Linked DNA regions of Sus scrofa: region 2 is linked to region 1. Evidence: chromatin contacts called from public HiChIP or PLAC-seq data. All regions are on one chromosome and are shown on one strand. The core of a region is the stretch at or near the end of the contact, and the rest is flanking DNA. Distances in the headings are between cores, read along the strand shown. Region 1 holds the start of C7H6orf125. Region 2 overlaps LEMD2 (LEM domain-containing protein 2).

What was found. HiChIP or PLAC-seq counts read pairs in DNA pulled down with a chosen protein or histone mark.
Region 2: a contact with region 1 is called in an H3K27ac HiChIP or PLAC-seq map of skeletal muscle. The contact joins the enhancer-like site here to the promoter of C7H6orf125 in region 1. A contact is called at or near these places in 4 of 5 promoter capture datasets (fetal liver, fetal skeletal muscle, liver and 1 more), 9 of 47 Hi-C or Micro-C datasets (embryonic fibroblasts, heart right ventricle, liver and 4 more) and 2 of 2 datasets of contacts at active chromatin or transcription factors (alveolar macrophages and skeletal muscle).

The regions. Positions count from the first base shown.
Region 1 is chr7:29,928,252-29,932,408 of Sscrofa11.1, forward strand. It overlaps C7H6orf125, which reads right to left and starts at 1,551. Exons shown (of 4, transcript NM_001243451.1): 1 at 1,398-1,551. The coding sequence starts at 1,535.
Region 2 is chr7:29,992,179-29,996,486 of Sscrofa11.1, forward strand. It overlaps LEMD2 (LEM domain-containing protein 2), which reads right to left. Exons shown (of 9, transcript XM_005665892.3): 1 at 3,983-4,308; 2 at 2,298-2,338. Among named protein-coding and RNA genes, the nearest start is that of LEMD2, 2.7 kb to the right of the region's middle. Within about 2 kb of position 1,628, at least 2 of the 83 cell types and tissues checked have an H3K27ac peak or open chromatin away from gene starts, as enhancers often do. A contact at or near this core is called in skeletal muscle, where this site is marked.

The sequences.
Region 1 (4,157 bases), core at 301-2,800:
ATCCCAACACCCACCCAGTGCTTGTCCCCATGATGCCACTGGGCATGTTCTTGCTCTACTAGGTGGGCTGGCTTGGCTCCGTGTAGCTAAGTTGCAAAAGACCATGTTCCTACTTTGACAGCTGTGGCCAAATTTTGCAAAAGTCACTTCCTCAGACTGTGTATGTGTGTATATGCTATCTCATAGGCCTGACCTCTCACCCGAGCCCCAGGCTCAAATATCCTACTGTCTACTTGACATTTCCACTCAGAGGTAACAGCACTCTGCATCTCAAGTTCAACACGTCTAACACCAAACACAAGATGTTCTTCCCACATCCCACCTGTTCCTCATCTAGTCTTTCTCATCTCAGTTAATGGCACCACCTTCCACCCAGATGCTCAGGCCAAAACAATCTAGGTGTGACCCTTGGTTCACCTTTCCTTCTATCCTGCATCCAATGTATCAGGGAAACCTGTGGCCGCAACCTTCCACGGCAACCTCAATCCAGCCACTTCCCTCTCCTGGGCTGCCTTCTGCATCCACACCACCATTTCTTGCCTGGGCTGCCAGAGTAACCTCTTCTCCAGCTGACTGCTTCTATTCTTGCCCCCCTATAATCCATTCACTACTACAACCAGAGTGATCTTTAAAAAAAGTAAATTAGGTCACATCGGCCCCGACTAAACCTTCCCAGCTCAATGGTCTTATGATAAAATCCACCTTCTAATCAGAGCCTGTCTTTAAGACCCTATCATGGAGTCTTAGGGTCTTTTACGAGGCAACTGAATATGACTAGCACCCATGAGGACGAAGGTTTGCTCCCTGGCCTCACTCAGTAGGTTAAGGATCCGGCGTTGCCATGAGCTGTGGTGGAGGTGGCAGACGCGGCTCGGACCTGGCGTTGCTGTGGCTGTGGTGTTGGCCAGCAGCTGTAGCTCTGATTCGACCCTTAGTCTGGGAACCTCCATATGCCACAGGTGCGGCCCTCAAAACACAAAAGCCGAAAAAAAAAAAACCACAAAAACGCAGGTCTACTCAAACGCAGGGGCCTGGGGTGAGGACAGGGCTTTGGCTATCGGTCACCACACAGCACTGTGAGGTACGGTAGTGTCAGGGGAGGAACAGACTGCCACAGGTACTGCGCCTAGAATCATGGAGAGCTTTTAAAAATACTGAGGCCAAGGCCTGCCCCACACTCTGATTCGAGTAGGTCGAACGACCCAGGTCTCCAGATTTTTAAAAGCGTCCTAGAACTCCGAGGGGTACGTTGTTAAGAGCACGGAGCCGTCCACGCGCACGTGTGGCCGAGGGAACGGCGCGCGCATGCGCCGGGCCCGCCACCGGCCCGCCCTGCCTTGTCCTGCCCCCCTACCCCCCACGCCTTCCCGCCGCAGGCGGTCCCCACACTGTGTCACCTGGGTGTTCTCTCCCTCCCGAAAGGCCTGCGCTACCCGCTGCCGCAGATAAGCGCCCAAGTCCCGGCCCCGTTTGGTCTCGTCCAGCGGCCATTCCTCACAGAGCCTGAGAAAACGCCGGTAGCGGCTGGCCGCCATCTTGGGCCCCGCGTGTCCCCGCCCCCGAGGGAGGAGTTGGCGCAGACGGAAGGCGTTTGCGCACTAAGGACCTCTGGCTTTCCGAGGAGCTGGCGCGGGAGGGAGGAGGGAAGAGGGAGGAGGGAGGGAGCATGCGCTCCTTCACCGCGCTCGCCGCATTCCGGGTGGGGGCGCTGCTCGCTTGCCCTGCGAGCCGAGCTAATTCAGTTCTTGTCCTTCTGGAACCAGCCGGTCTTCCAGGGGCAAGTCAGGCGTGGAGTACCCCCAGGGACGGCTTTGCTTCTCTTTTTCAATGAATGCACAAGCTCCAGACTAAAAATCCTCCTCTGAGACCTCTGCTGATTTGCATAAACGGATACATTTGCATGTAAATACAGGTTGTTATTCGATGAAGATATGTTTGAACTTAATATCCTAGCACACGTGGTTTGCAGCATCCCCCCCCCCGCCGCCGCCCGCGCCCCTTTCCCGAAGCCCCGGTACCTATCAGTACCACGATTGGTGCTCTGCCACAATTCCTTCTTTAGTGCTCCTCGCTCCTGTCCCTGTGTCCCCAGCCCCTGTTAGTATCACTTCTGAGCTCCCCCTCCCCAAGCCGTCCACTTGTCTGTTTGAGTTGATGCAGCCTGGAAAAAAACTTGTTTTACCAAGCTTGCTCTTATACAGTTCCAGCTGCATCCTGATTTTTCTTTTCTTAAACAAACAAACCCCAAAAACTCTACCTTCCGGATTTTCCTTGAGGAAAGCCTCATCCTCCTTTTGCGTCTTTACTGTCCTGTCTTTAGACAGGACCATCCCATGCACACAGCGCTTGGCTTCCCCCAGATCTCTTCCTTCTCTCCACCCGTCTACTTTGTATGTTTCCAGGAGACTCCTGCCCTGAGTCAGGGAGTGAATTCAGAACCAAATACAATGTTAGAAGTGACAAGGGCTTTAATGGAAGTGTTAAAGAATACTAGGCGTTTGGAGAAAGAAATAGTCCTTCTAGCTGTTGAGATTGGGGGAATGGGGAAGATCAGGGATTGCTTCTGAAGGAGATGGCATTTGTGCTGGGCCTTGAGGATGGTTAAGCTTTGAAAGTGGGCTTGGGAGAGGGACTTTGAGCAGCAAGAGCCAGGCTTGGGGCACGACTGGGAGAGAGAGGAAGTGGGGGGACAGAGATCAGTGGGTGGTTTTAGCAGGGAATAGCTCTGAACTGTCTGAAGTCCTTAAGGGTAAAGACCTATGAATGGGAACACCTGGGGACACAGGGATGTGTGATGCCTGCTTGAGGGGAGTTGGGGGGTTGGAAAATGAGGCACTCAAGACCCCCTCCCACGGCATTCTCCACCCACCAGTACCTCTCCCTGTACCACTCTCACCATTTGCAGTATTTGTAATGTACACTGAATCTGTTTTACTTTAACCTTTGTATTCTGTTGCTTTTGCTGCAAGAATGTTGCCTAGAGCCTGAAATGTACAGGAGAGCTGTTTCTCAAGGCTCTAACCTTTAAAGGTATAGCACCACTTTCCCACTCGTATGGAGATTAAAAAGTTGCAGAACAGAGAGTTGTCTTGGAGGTTTATGGGAACATTGTGAGCAGACACTTGTGGACATCTGTAAGAACAAAAGATTCTGGCACCAAGAAGTTTGCAGCACCCAACCACATCCCTTCCTGTTTCAGTACAAAAGAAGCCAGAATTCTAACTTGGGGAAGGTTGTTCTTTGGGACACTAGTCCGCCATCTTCTCAGTCTGCTGGCTTTCAGAGTAAAGTGGCTGGTCTTTGCCCCAGCAACTCATGTTTTGATTTATTGGCTGGTTGTGCAAGAGCAGTACCAGCTTGGACTTTATTTATTTATTTATTTTATTTCAGACGTGGGCAGGCCTGTTCTAGGGCTGCATCCATGGCATGTGGAGGTTCCCAGGCTAGGGGTTTAATCGGAGCTGCAGCCCCCAGCCTGCACCACAGCCACAGCAACGCCAGATCCGAGCTGCATCTGCGACCCACACCACAGCTCACGGCAATGCCGGATCCTTTAACCCACTGAGCAAGGCCAGGGATCCAACCCGCAACCTCATGGTTCCTAGTCGAATTCATTAACCACTGCACCACGACGGGAACTCCTCAATAACATATCTATAACCACACAGTTTTGATGATACCCAAAGGGCAAGAATTTATTTGCTATCAATATCAAGCACCAGGCACCTAGGGCTGACTGTGGTGGGTGCCCTGAGGCCTTCTCATTCTGCCTGAGGCCACACCACAGCTGTGGCTTGGAAGAGCACCTGGCTGGTCGCCAGCTGTGCTGGGAGGGTTTTCACCCCACTGAGGAACAAGCACAGTGAGAGTTTGAGAACTGCTGGAGCAGGGGAAGCCACAACCAGGGTCTCCTTTTCTTTCTTTTTTTTTTTTTTGCTTTTTAGGGCCGCACATGGGGCATATAGAAGTTCCCAGGCTAGAGATCGAATTGGAGTGGCAGCTGCCGGCCACAGCCACAGCCACAGCCACAGCCACATAGGATCCAAGCCACGTCCGAGACCTACACCACAGCTTGTGGCAACGCCGGAGCTTTAACCCACTGGGCAAGGCCAGGAATCAAACCTGCATCCTCATGGGTACTAGGTGGGTTTGTTACC
Region 2 (4,308 bases), core at 378-2,877, 64 kb after region 1:
TGAAGACCCTAAAGCCTCTACCAGGTATGAAACAATGTAACGCACACGACTATAAATGTTCCGAAACAACTCACCTGCCTACTAGTGAGTCAGAAACCCCAACTTTTTTTTTTTTTTTTTTTTTTTTTTTTTTTTTTTTGCTTTTTAGGGCCACACTTGCAGCGTATGGAAGTTCCCAGGCTAGAGGTCAAATTGAAGCTACAGCTGCCGGCCTATACCACAGCCACAGCAATGCCAGATCCGAGCCGAGTCTGCGAACCACACCACAGCTCACGGCAATGCCAGATCCCCCACTCACTGAGTGAGGCCAGGGATCGAACTTACGTCCTCATGGATACTAGTCAGATTTGTTCCTGATGCACCACAATGGGAACACCCCAACAATTTTTAAAGAATGTTTGACGATATGGGAAAAGGTGACAATTGCGTGCTAACTGCAGCTAAACATACAGAGGTCCCGATTCCACAGACACAGCGAGAGGAGATGGGAGGGAAACATTCCCCACATGATAATGGCTCTTATCTCCAAGCAGCAGAATCATGGGTGATTTTTGTCACATTTTCAGAACTTGCTACATTAAACAGCTCTCATTGTCACCACCATGAAAAAAGTGGTAGCAATTACTAAGGTTCCAAAGTCACAGGTGTTTAGGCAAAGCAGGGCTGATTCCAGGACAGAAGGGACTGGACGAGGAGACAGCCTGACTAAGACAACGGCACCCACTCCCGGGCTGTCCCCGAGGTGTTGGCAGCACTGAGCCGGAAAGAACCAAGAGTCACAGACGGCGGAGAAGGGGAAGGACCCGTATATTCGAACTCAAATGCCCTCTGGTGAGCTTGAGCGGCACAAAGAACGAACATCACCAAAGTCAAGAAGCACCTCCCCACTGCCTGTTCCTGTGTCCGCCCTCCCTGAAGGCCAAGGTGCCCCTGGAACCTCGGCTCAGCACCAGAGCTCAGCCTGGCGGCTGATGGGCGCCTGCAGTGGCCCAGACTCCGCTGAGCCGGGCTCTGAGGTTATAAGCATGCAGACGGCGCGCTGAGCGGGGTGCCCGTCGCGCTGTCGCTAGCGGGACACGAGCACGTCCAGCAAGGGGAGGGCCACGGGCCAATCTGTCCTGCGGTCCTGGGCCGGCGACACTAAGACGTGTGGGAGACCAAGAAACAGAAAGCACACAGCCCGTCTCTAAATAAAAGAAACCAGAAGAGTCTTACAGAAGAGTTTCATTTTTTTTTTTCCTGTTTTGGTTTTCGGTCTTCAAAAATTCTATTTTCCCCTCCTGGCCATGCTTCTGGGCCTCTTCCTTCAATCATCGACTGCAGTTTTTTTGAGAAGGCAGCTAATACTTACCCTGAACCTGTTTTTACAAAACAGTAGGGAAGCCAAGATATCTGGTGGATGCACGCAATAAATACATGTAATAAAAACACCCCCAAATATGACACAGCAGAAGCCAAAGAGAAATAAAACTGGCTGTCTGCATCAGGACGGCCCCTGGTTACGTGGGTAAGAGTCCATGCATGGGCCTGGGAATAACCTCAAGTGGCTTCTCTCCAGCCCCTGGTGACCTGCACACTTAGACCACTAAGTCACGCCCTCTGGCAGCACAAGACTCCTCCTGGTAGGATTTACGACCTGAAAATTTACTGCCTCGTATCTTCCCCACACTGCCACCTGTCCCAGCATCCCAGCTTCTCGCTAATGCTGTTTTCATGACTCATAAATGGATGGGACTGCTCACCTTCCCAAATATTATTTGTAGGGAACATTAAAGCTTCATAAAACAAATCTATAGACTAAGAGGGCTAACTCCACTTCAGATGTGTTTAAAACAAGCCCCGGATGACGTTTCAAATCAGAACAGTATTTTCAGAGCCACAGACATCGACCGGAGATTGCGCAATTGAGACCCCGGTCTCCTGACCTTAAAAAGCTGCGAGCCTTTCTCTGGAAGCCAGGGGGCTTGAGAGGTTCTTCAACCACAACCTACAGCATCCAACTCAGTTCCCCATCGGCTCAGGCAGATCAAAGTCCTTAGTACCGTGATTGATGGGAGAGCTCCGGTAACAAGCCCGGGGCTGGAGCTCAGGAGCTCAATCCTCTCCGTTTCAAGTGCTCCTTCACTGCCACAATTGAGTCTGACACAAACATCACAGAACATGATGCCATTCTGGTACATTACAGGCAGCTCTCCTGAAAATGATCCCATTATGATCTCTTTCTGGGCCAGTTTACCTCCTGATGGAAGCCAACATCTTTGGGAGGAATAATGAAAGCTAGAGAAACACAAACTCACCTCATCTGTTTTTCTCTCACAGTCCACTGGCAATAATTTCACTGCGACCAAGAAGAGAAGCACAGAGGAAATTAAAAGTGTGTGGATTGTGAGAAAGGATACAAAAAGGGACCACTCTCAAAATTCAGGGAAAGTAAAACATGAGCAATATAACGATGGGGATTAGAAAGATGTCTTTTAAGTAAGGTATTTAAAAAACACAGGCACTAAAATGTAAGGAGGTTGAAGCCCTGGATTAGAATTAGGATGTCTGTGTCCTAATCCCAGGAGTAAAACAGCAAAGGGACCTCAGGCAACGACTCACTTAACCCACCACTCTGAACCTCTGACTCGTCATCGTAACGTGGGCTCACTAAAGCCTTCCTTGCTTCACTCAGACTCAGCCTCACACAAGACAACATTCATGATGGTTCTAGATGTTGTGAACAATGTTACGTTACACAGGCATCGATACCATCATGGGAGAAGTCAGGGCAGAGCCCAGTGTTCACCCAGGAGCTGTGTCTTAGAGCCTCTCGGCAGTGAGGCCATAGCCTGCTTTCCGACATCACCAGCGTACAGTGAGCACTGAAACACGCCTGGGTCTGTCTAATTCCTCCAGCAGGTGGATAAACTGCTCTCAGTCAAGAAATTATTGGGATGTGGGCACAAGTCTGGGACCCCTGCGTCCGCAGACCTACTCATCCATCCAAATATCCACCTGCTGCAACAGCAAAGACAATTTAGCATTTCCCTGCATTTTGGCTGCTCCTGCCAGGCAGGCAAAGAGGGGGCCTGGGCTCAAGGCTGGGAACGGTATTAGTCATGTTCATTCTCTACAAAGACTTGGTGAACTACAGAATCACTTTATGCTCAAATTTGTAAAGAAATCACTTCTATGCTGTTTCTTATTCAACTAGAGCCCGGAATTATGGGAGAAGCAAATTTCCCTTTTAGGAAACACACAAATCCTAAACTATTGGTTAGCATAGAGTACCCCACAGCTTTCTTATTGGTGTGTCTTATCCAGTAAGTGTGGACAGAGGCATGGCTGGGAACACCCTTGAGATGCAGGACTCTCTTTTGGCACACTCCATGAGGGCGCTGCAAACAATGACAGATGCCACCGTGTACATCACTGTAAACTCTTTCAAAGGTTCTTCCACACCTGTCTCATGGGCAGGGCTAGAATAACCTCCTTTTGGCAAATGAGTCCTGTGGTCCAAAGAAGTAGAGCGTGCAGCCTTTCTGGTGCTGCAAAGTGGGGTCCCCAACCAGATCTATCCCTGAGTAGTGACACGTAAGGTGCCTTCCAATGGGCGCTGATGTGTGAATGAGCAAGAAAACAGAAGGGATCAAAGAACTAAGCAGGGACGGGTGGATCTGTTAGAGGGATGTGTTAGAGGGTTGGCTCTGGAGAGGGAAAAGGAAAAGTGACTCCAGAAAGGGTGCTTCCAGCACGTGGTTGAAAGGGAGATTAGTAGGCAGAGCTGGGACAGAAAATGCGAACAGGAGAAAGGTGACAGAAATGACTGCGGATCCAGGGATCCTGGTCACTCCTCCCACGGCTGGAGGAAGGAGAGCCACAGTCTGGAGGTTAACAGGCATCTGACAGGTGTGGGGTGTGCGGCCTGGCGCTGAGGACGGGTCGTCCCGGGGGGCACGCGCGCGACCAGGGCCCTCCCCTGCGCCGGCCAGGGACGTACTGCTGTCTCGCGCCTCCTGCGGCGCCGAGGGCTGGCCCATCTTCACCCAGAGGATGCCCAGAAAGGCGAGCAGCAGCCCCAGGCTGGCCCAGAGCAGCAGCCGCGACAGCCAGCGCTCCAGCCGCCGCCCCACCTCGGGCCGGGCCCGCGCCGCGCCCGTGGGACTCGCTCTCGTCGGTCGCAGGCCCGGGCGCGGGTCGGGGCTGAAGAGGGCGGAGGACGGCCGCGCCGTTGTCGGGGCCGAGGCCCACCAGCGGCGGACTCCGTGGCCCGGGCTCGGCGCCGCCCTATCGGGCGTCCGGGAGTCCTCGTCCTCCTCCGAGCTG